Regions from separate parts of the Mus musculus genome. Here all the other regions are linked to region 3. Evidence: chromatin contacts called from public promoter capture Hi-C data. All regions are on one chromosome and are shown on one strand. Each heading gives the region's core, a stretch centred on a gene start, on an enhancer-like site or on the middle of the called end of the contact. The rest is flanking DNA. Distances are from core to core; before and after follow the strand shown. Region 1 holds the start of Ccdc115 (coiled-coil domain containing 115). Region 2 holds the start of Arhgef4 (Rho guanine nucleotide exchange factor (GEF) 4). Region 3 holds the start of Bend6 (BEN domain containing 6).

Region 1 (2,700 bases), core at 150-2,649, 530 kb after region 3:
TTTGTTCTCAGACTCCATTTTAAGCTAACCTGCCCTCACAATGACTTGGCTCCCACCCTTGAGTTCTGAAAAAAACAAAAAACAAAACGAAATGAAAAGCAAAAAACAACCAAACAAACAAAAATCCGAAATATTCTTGGCAGTTGCAAAACAGACGTAATAGCTGTGGTCAGTCGATAATAATGGGGTGGGCTAAGAAAACATGATTCGTTCCCAGGTGAAGATGCACCTTTTAGATGTGTGGTCCCTCCTTGTGGTTTGACCAGATGCTGTGAACCAATCAGCTTAAACGCCAACATTCCTTTAACCCTCTTACCCAACCATGTTATGTCAAGGAGGCTTGGAATACACCCCATTCCCTTAGACCTCCTCGGGCGGCTCTCCTATCCTGTTACTTGAACCCTACCTATCAAAGTATAAGAACCCCACCCTCCCACACCCCCGCCCCCCAGACATTCAACTCTCCAGCTCAGACGCTCTCCATTAATCAGATTCCGAATGAAGCAATTTCCTTAAATGTTCAATGAGTTTTGTCTTTAGCGCTGAGTAAGGGCTGACAGGTGGAAAGGAGACTTACATGCTTCGCTAGGCCCCACTTCCTCGGGGGTCTGGGCGTCAGCTTTGATCACCCTGAAGGTCTGGGGTCCATCCTGGGCCTCGCTGGGAAAAAAAAAAAAAAAAAAAAAAAAAGGGAAGTTGGATCTCTGGCCGCGCCGGCCTAGGTCCTGCCCATCCACTCTCCAAGGGGGGGGGGGGGGGGGGGCGCTCACCTGGCACGCACGCAGACCTGAGGCTCCATACGCGAGGCATACTGCAGGGGTCCTACCGACTTGGCTCCCATGGCATAGCGAGCCTTGGCAAGTGAGAGCCAACCCTGGGGAGACAGGAGAGACTTGAGACTGTTTTCCCTCCCTGTGCCCGCTTTCTATCCCTCCTTCCATTCCCCGTGGCCCACCTCCTCCACCCTGGCGTTCAGCGCCGCCCGCTTCGCCTCCAGTTCCTCCAGGTCACTGAGCAGCTGTAGGCACTTGGAGTCCAACTCCTCTCGCAGAGCCTGGACCGCCATGGCCCAGCCAGTCTTGGGACACGCGCGGATGGGCGGAGCCACTTCCTTCCAAGCCGCCGAATCACTGCGCGGCCATGTGCATGACAGCCAATAAGCGCTCAAGATCCGCCCTTAGGGGGGCAGTACTAATCGTGACCCGGAAGTCAAAGGCTTCAACTTCCGGGTGATCCCTGTCACCAGCCAGGACGCGGATTAGCGCCTGGAGCGGGATACTTCTCGAATCCGATGGCTACCAAAAGTCGGACCTTAACTTGAATCTAGGAAGCCATGCGCACAGTTCCTGCTTTTACTCTTCGCTAGCCTGCTGCCTGACCAGCTCAAGCACCGGTGAAGCCGCAGACGGACTAACTAATCAGGACGGTCTTAGACCACGTGACATCCCAAATCCGGGTAATTAATTGGTTGCCCGTCTGACCAATCACCTTGCGACGCCCTCCTCCATTCGCCATCTTAAGATGGGGCACTCTGACCGGCAGTGGAATCGAGTGAAGCCTCTAAAGGCCTTTTTGGTTGAGGGCGGAAGTGATCACTGCGTGGTGCCAGCAGCGCCAGAAGAGTTGGGACTCGTGAGGGAGCGGCGCTCATCATGGTAGGATGTTTTGATTTCCTGTTCTGGTTTAGCGGGAAAGAAGGGGACTACGGGAGGGCTGAGTTGTGGTCCTCGGTGCTCCGAAGTGGATGGTGACCCTGTGTGTTCTCTAGCTCCGTCGGGAGGCTCGCCTGCGCCGCGAGTACCTGTACCGCAAAGCCCGGGAGGAGGCGCAGCGATCCGTTCAGGAGAAGAAGGAGCGAGTCAAGCGTGCTCTAGAAGGTAAGGCCTCCCTGTGCTGGTGGGTTACAAGTCCTTGCTCGAGCATACTACACGGAGGTGTAAACGCATTTGAACTTAATGTATTTGTATCAGGGTGGCTGGTCATCTTTCCTTTCTCTGCTCGTTAGGTAGGACCTCACTGCTCACTGGTTTCTGAATGATCCCACCATGTGATAGTATGGCCGTTTATGCTACAGTTGCCCATGTCTACAGGTTGATTGCCAGTTTTGCTTACAGAATATCTAGTTTTTATTTAGTTTTAAAACATTGCCTCTGTCGGGTGGCGGCGGCGCACGGTTTCAATCCCAGCCCTCGAGAGGCAGAGACAGGCCGATCCCCGAGTTCGAAGCCAGCCTGGTCTACATAATGAGTTCCAGTACAGCCAGAGCTAAAACAGAGAATCCCTGTCTCGAAAAACCAAAAACCAAACCAAATCAAGCAACAAACCAACAAAAAACCTTTGCCTCATCTAATTGATTCCCATCTTAGGGAATGGGTCTGCAAGAATCCTTGGTATTTGTTTTTGTTGTCTTCTTCAAAACAAAATTAGAAAAACCTGTTATTGATTGTTATAATTGTCTTGCATTTTAATTCTTCTTCCATTTAGAATTTGACATTCGTTTTACAGGTTAGTTTAAAACTTTGCCTTACATTAATTCACATTTTCATTTGCCCTAATAAATGAAGATCCTCTATCACAGAGCTTAATTGGAAATGTTCTATTTATCCCTATTTTGCTTTTGTATCTAAGGAACTTCATGTCTCCCGCCTGATTGATAGTACAATATCCCTGGTGCCAGTAATTAAATTCCGTTCCTGTAAT
Region 2 (2,700 bases), core at 25-2,524, 770 kb after region 3:
TTGGGCTGTGAGGGATGCAGTGAGGGATGCCCAGAGCCAGTGTGGACAGATGCTCAACCTTCATGGGATGCTTGATCCCATCAAATGCAGTACAATGCTCACAAACTCTTGCCTCTGTACTTCTGCAGAAATTTAGAATACTCTATTTCTGTTTTACAACTATTTTTTTAAAAAAAATGGTGTGTGTGTGTGTGTGTGTGTGTGTAGGTTTGAGTGTGTTAAAGCTGCGTTTATATAAAGATGACTATAACTCAGGTTGGCCTCACTGGAACTGTTATTAACATTTTCTTTTTGTGTTATGAAATTATAACTAGGGGCCAGGGAGATGGCTCGGTTGTTAAGAGAACTTGATGTACAAGTGAGAGGATTTGAGTTTGGATCCCAGCCCCCACATAAAAATCGGGGTGTGGCCACGCCTGCCCATAACTCCTTTCCTGAGTCAGAGGAACCTGGCAGAGATAGGATGGAGAGCTGGGCTTGACAGCCAGCCAGTCAGCCATTCCAGCAGAAAAACCAGCCCCATACGCAGTGAGAGATTGTCTCCAAGGGGAAAGTCGGGAAGCAAAAGCCAAGTCCCGGAACATCCTCCTGTGGTGTGCATATGCTTGTGCACAAACACACAAATGAACCTAAAAAACTGATGACTCGTCAAAAACGGGACTCTAGAGCCCCTGTGTCCTGGTCACCTGCTTCTGTCTCACCACGCTGCGCCAGCTTCCAGGACTCTCCTCACCTTTCCTCCAGTCACATCTATCAGAGAACAACTGGAAAGGCGGGGAAAGGGGAGCAAGAAGTGGGCTCTGGGTCAAGACTTAGTTAGGTACAGGGGTTTGAGTCCACAATTGCCCAGTTCTAGCTTTGTGAGTACAGACTGCGCGCAGCTTCTGTTTCCTCAACTACTAAAGTATTGCGTTAACGTCTTGAAGGTTCTCAACGCTTGACTAAGCTGTGAGGTGGAAAGGGAGGTGGCTGCTTCCAATAGGACCACGGTCAGGCACTAGTCATAGGACTGTGTGCCAGACAGACCTAGGGGATCAAAGGGTGGAGGTAAGCGTGCCAGTGAGCCGCAGATAGACCGCTGTGGATCCACTTGCCCTTTTCTTACTTAGACTACGCTCAGATTCCTAGTGGGCAGGCGGGACCAGTGTTTGGACAAGTCCCTGCGGACTCGCACGTGCCCGGCGTGGCCCGGTTGCGGAGGCGGGGCTCCTCGGCGGTCCAGGGCAGACCATGGGGCGGGGCGCGGGGTGGCGTCCGGAGCTCGGCTCGCCAGCGCAGTCAGGAGCAGCGGGTGGCCGTAGTGCCCGGGCAGCACCATGCTCGGTGTGGTGCACTTCCTTCGCAGCTTCTTTAAGGTGAGAGACGTGGTCCCGGGGATTCAAAACCGGGTTTGCTTGCAGAGTTTTGCTGGGGTTGCTGAAGGGGCAGCCGCGCACGCCGCTGCGCCCTGGGCTGTTTGTGGGTGCCTAAGAGGTACCCAAGAACGATCCGCGCGGCAGTCGCAGCTTCTCGATGGATGTGCTGGATCTGGAGGTGGTGGCCTGCCCGAGTGTGGCCTTGGGGACTGCGGGGACGGGGGGAGAAAGAGGCGCACAGGGGATTATAGGCTCCGGGGAGGGGGAAAGTGGACTTGACCGAGGCTGGAGAGACTGGTGAGAGCCCGGGCACTCCTGGGTTTCTCCCAGTCTTGGCTGGGTAGCTGGGCAGCTGGAGCTACCCAGGAAGTGGTTGCTATTGTAGTTACCTGGATATATCAGAGGGAGAATCTCGGTTGGGGCACCTTCGTGAACAAGTGCCTAAGACTCCGTACCGGAATCGGAACTTAGTAGAAGAGCTGAGTCCTTGACTGGGGTCGGTCGATCGTGGAGACCCCACTATACTGGGATGCTACCACGTCTCTTAACCACACAGGGATCTTGGGGTGGGCAGCCGGCTGCAGGGTACTGGCAGAGGGGTAGCTGGTTGCAGGTTGCCAAGTCCCACCTCTCCAAGTGAGCAGTGTGGGAGGTGGGAATGTGACCTGACTTTAGGACCAAGGCTTCAAGAATCCGGAAGTGTCAGCTGGAGGCCAGCAGGAGGAAGCGCAGGGAAAGGCTGGCAGGTGATGGCTGCGGGTGAGGCAGAGTCTTCTGGTCCTGAGAGCTCTGAGCCGGGGGTGGGGGTGGGGTGGGGGTGGGGGTGAGCAGGTGACCCAGACCCATACGGGATAGAAGGAACTCTGCCTGACCTCAGCCTTTGCCTCTGCCATTTGGAAGGCCTGCCTACCTGTAACCACCTTAGTGGTTACAATACAACCATAGAGGAAGAGAATGAGGGATGGGGAGAGGGGACTTTCTGGGGCTCCGCATCGAGGTGGGGGAAGGGCGAGCATGCCTGGCTCGCTGTTTTGTGCTGTTCAGACTCTTGGAATGATGACCCTGCCACAGAATCCCAAGCTATACGGTGGATCTTGGAATAATCATTTAAGCACTTTGGGGTTTGTTTTCCTGTTTGGAAAAGTGTGGTTAATTCGTTTTGTTCCTTTCGGGTGAGGGTCTTAAGGCAACAGGTGGGTGGAGTTTTTGTGAGCTGGGGACCTTGGTTCTTCCTCAGTTATGACTGTAGGTAACAGTAAGCAACGGGTGACTTAGGTCACAAGTCAGCTAGACAGAATCTCCAGGTCTTGCTTGCCTTAGCTCAGGGGACGGACTGTGTAGCCTA
Region 3 (2,700 bases), core at 150-2,649:
TGCCCTGCTCAGCGTGCTGGGTTCTTCCTTTCGCGGTGTACCACACTTTGCAAGATCTCGGGATTCTCTTCAACCCCCCCCCCCCGCCCCCCTGCATAGCAGATAGGAATACAGTTTCTTACTGCAGTGGGCTGCAGTGTCAGGAGCCCTTCAGCTCTGTGCACGGGATGCAGAAGTTCCAGACAGCTCTGCTGACTGCCAGGGACCCGTGAAGCCTGTTTGGCACCCAGTGCTCCCCGCAGTCTGACAGTCAAGAGTCTCACCTTCCTCAGTGTCGGCAAGCAAGGTGCTTTCCATCCTCAGCCTCAAACAACAGAATGAGTGGCATATAATAGCAATCTGTATTTGTTTTAGGAGGCCAACATGCAAATAAGAGCACATTTTCCTGTGCTTTCCGTGCTTATGAACCTGGCATCAGGGCTAAGCAACATCTTTCCGCATTTCTTTTAATGCTCACACTTGATAATACATCATTCACCTATCAGTCACTAATGGCTACACATTTTTGCAGAACTGAACAGTTGGTTTCATATAGTTAGACAACAATACACACATTCCTATCGATTCTTCAATTGACTTTTGGAATTTTACGAATTATTTAGTTTCAAGCCAGTTACTAGAAATTGCACAAATGTAATATTTCATTTGTCATATGTCATATAGTTAATTTAAAAAATACAAGTCAATGAAAGAAAACAAATCATCCAACTCCCACAGGGAAAGCCAGTTTGCCTTAGGGGCAAGCAGGGCAGAGCACTGCACTGGCCCGCTAAGGCCGCAACACGCTGCAGGCGGCCACTGCAGCTTTGGCTTTCTCGCCAGGTGGCAGAGGCCCTCCGCAAAAGAGCACACCGCAGCGCTCACGCCTTGCCTTCTTCGTTGGCACCGAATCAGCGATCACTGTCAAGTGTCCAGCCCACAACTGCGATACAGTTTTTGCGGATTGTAACGGAATGTAAGGGAAGCTGGAAAAAAACGGCAAAGGGGAGAAGGGTGTGTACCCGAGTGTGACCGATCGCCGTTGTCTGACAGTGCCTAAAAATTTCTCCTGCAGTATCTACAGGCCAATCAATCACCAACTTCCTTCATCCTTCATCATGTCAGATCCTTACATCTAAAATCACCTCTCCCTACAAAGCCAATAAATGAATCAGGGTTCTTTGACCGTGGCAGAGCTCACGTCTGGGCTGAGAATCAGCACCAAGTTTGGGGGTGGTAGGGTGCAAGCCTGCAGACCGCGGCGTGCCGCCTTTCCTAAGATTGGACCAGCTTGGAGATGGCCCTTCCAGGTGCTCGCGCCTCCATGCGCAGGGACTACCCCCGCCCCCAAACCAAATAGCTCACCCTGCTGCATCCTCCGAGCCCCAGCCTCCGGGCGGGCTCAGGGAGGCGGGAGCCCGGGTTCCCCCCGGCTCCTTGGCGCCCCCTGACGTCGGCCTCCAGCAGAAGGTCCGCGGAGGCTTACACAGGCGAAACCCGGGGGTCCCCGCGCACCGCCGCCCGGCGCGTGGCCTGGCGGGCCGCGCGCGCACCGAACCGACCTGCTGGAGGGCGCGCGCCGCTCGGTCCCGGCCCCAGCCATGCGCGCGCGCCCGCACCCGCGCCGCCGCTGCCGCCGCAGCCCGTGACGTCACCCACCGAGCCCCCCGCCGGCTCGCCGCGCCCCGTCCCGCCCCACGTGCGCCGGCTTCAGGACGCCGAGGCCCCGGGCGGCCACCCGATGATGCTCCCAGCCGGCTGCGTCCCGGGCGGGGCTGAGCCCGAGAGCTGCGCGCGGGCTGGGGCGCCTGCGGAGGGAGGGGCGCGGCTCTCGCCGCTGCGCCGCGTGCTGAGTCATGGCGAGAGCTGCCCGCTGCTCTCCATCAGTCGTTCCGGGGCCGGCGCGGGGTGTGCAGCCATTGGGCCGCGCGCGGGGCCGCGAGCGCCGGGCTTGACGCGCTGAGCCGCGCTCGCCCCTGTCCGCCGCGCCCGCCCCGCGTCCCGCGCCCCGCGCCCCGCGCGCTCTGCAGCCTTAGCCCCGCGCCGCACGGCCCCCCGCCTCGCCCGCACCATGATCGCCGCCGCTTTCCTCGTTTTGCTGAGACCCTACAGCATCCAATGTGCTCTCTTCCTCTTGTTGCTCCTGCTGGGCACCGTCGCCACCATCGTCTTCTTCTGCTGCTGGCACCGCAAGCTCCAGAAAGGGAGACATCCGATGAAATCGGTCTTTTCGGGTCGTTCCAGAAGCAGAGGTAAGACACGCCGCCGCTGGGTTCTTCTGGGCAGAAGCGAGGTTCAAGCCTTCTCTGCCTCTTCTGCCCACTCAGTGCCCACTCCTCAAGCTAAGTGCATTTATTTATTTAACGCGCCCTGGCCCTTTGGCCTCACCTCCATCCTCTGAGTCACCAGGTTTGGATAACCACGGAGATTCGGAGGTCCTGGAAGGAAGGATCAGGCTCCGATTCTTAGGGTCAGTTTGCTAGAGCCCAGAAGGTAATTGTAGGGGAGTCCTGGGCTGAGGTACTCGTATCTTTGCCAAGCCTTTGCTGGAGCTTAGGAATAAAAAAGTAAGGCGTGATGATATGGGCTCCCCTCTCCCAACTTTGCTGGAACTTCTTGCAGAGAAATCACCTTAGAGACAGATGGTCCAATACTCTCTCCGCCCCGCCCCAATATGCCCACGGAATTGGAGAGAGACACCTAGAATGTGCTTTCCCGAAT

What was found. Promoter capture Hi-C pulls out the DNA fragments that hold promoters and counts their contacts.
Region 1: a promoter capture Hi-C map of neural stem cells shows a contact between it and region 3. The contact joins the promoter of Ccdc115 here to the promoter of Bend6 in region 3. A contact is called at or near these places in 2 of 39 promoter capture datasets (embryonic stem cells and neural stem cells), 1 of 484 Hi-C or Micro-C datasets (embryonic stem cells), 5 of 115 datasets of contacts at active chromatin or transcription factors (astrocytes, bone marrow-derived macrophages and embryonic stem cells) and 2 of 9 other capture datasets (adipose tissue and embryonic stem cells).
Region 2: a contact with region 3 is called in a promoter capture Hi-C map of liver, with 4 times the contacts expected there. The contact joins the promoter of Arhgef4 here to the promoter of Bend6 in region 3. A contact is called at or near these places in 2 of 39 promoter capture datasets (liver and stem cell-derived epiblast-like cells).

The regions. Positions count from the first base shown.
Region 1 is chr1:34,438,273-34,440,972 of GRCm38.p6, forward strand. It overlaps Ccdc115 (coiled-coil domain containing 115), which reads right to left and starts at 1,400. Exons shown (of 5, transcript NM_027159.2): 1 at 956-1,400; 2 at 771-874; 3 at 578-660. The coding sequence starts at 1,066. Imp4 (IMP4, U3 small nucleolar ribonucleoprotein) reads left to right here and starts at 1,557. Exons shown (of 9, transcript NM_178601.3): 1 at 1,557-1,655; 2 at 1,769-1,877. The coding sequence starts at 1,653.
Region 2 is chr1:34,676,908-34,679,607 of GRCm38.p6, forward strand. Arhgef4 (Rho guanine nucleotide exchange factor (GEF) 4) reads left to right here and starts at 1,275. Exons shown (of 14, transcript NM_001368773.1): 1 at 1,275-1,355. The coding sequence starts at 1,317.
Region 3 is chr1:33,906,222-33,908,921 of GRCm38.p6, forward strand. It overlaps Bend6 (BEN domain containing 6), which reads right to left and starts at 1,400. Exons shown (of 7, transcript NM_177235.3): 1 at 1,345-1,400. It overlaps Dst (dystonin), which reads left to right and starts at 2,004. Exons shown (of 103, transcript NM_001276764.1): 1 at 2,004-2,231. The coding sequence starts at 2,051.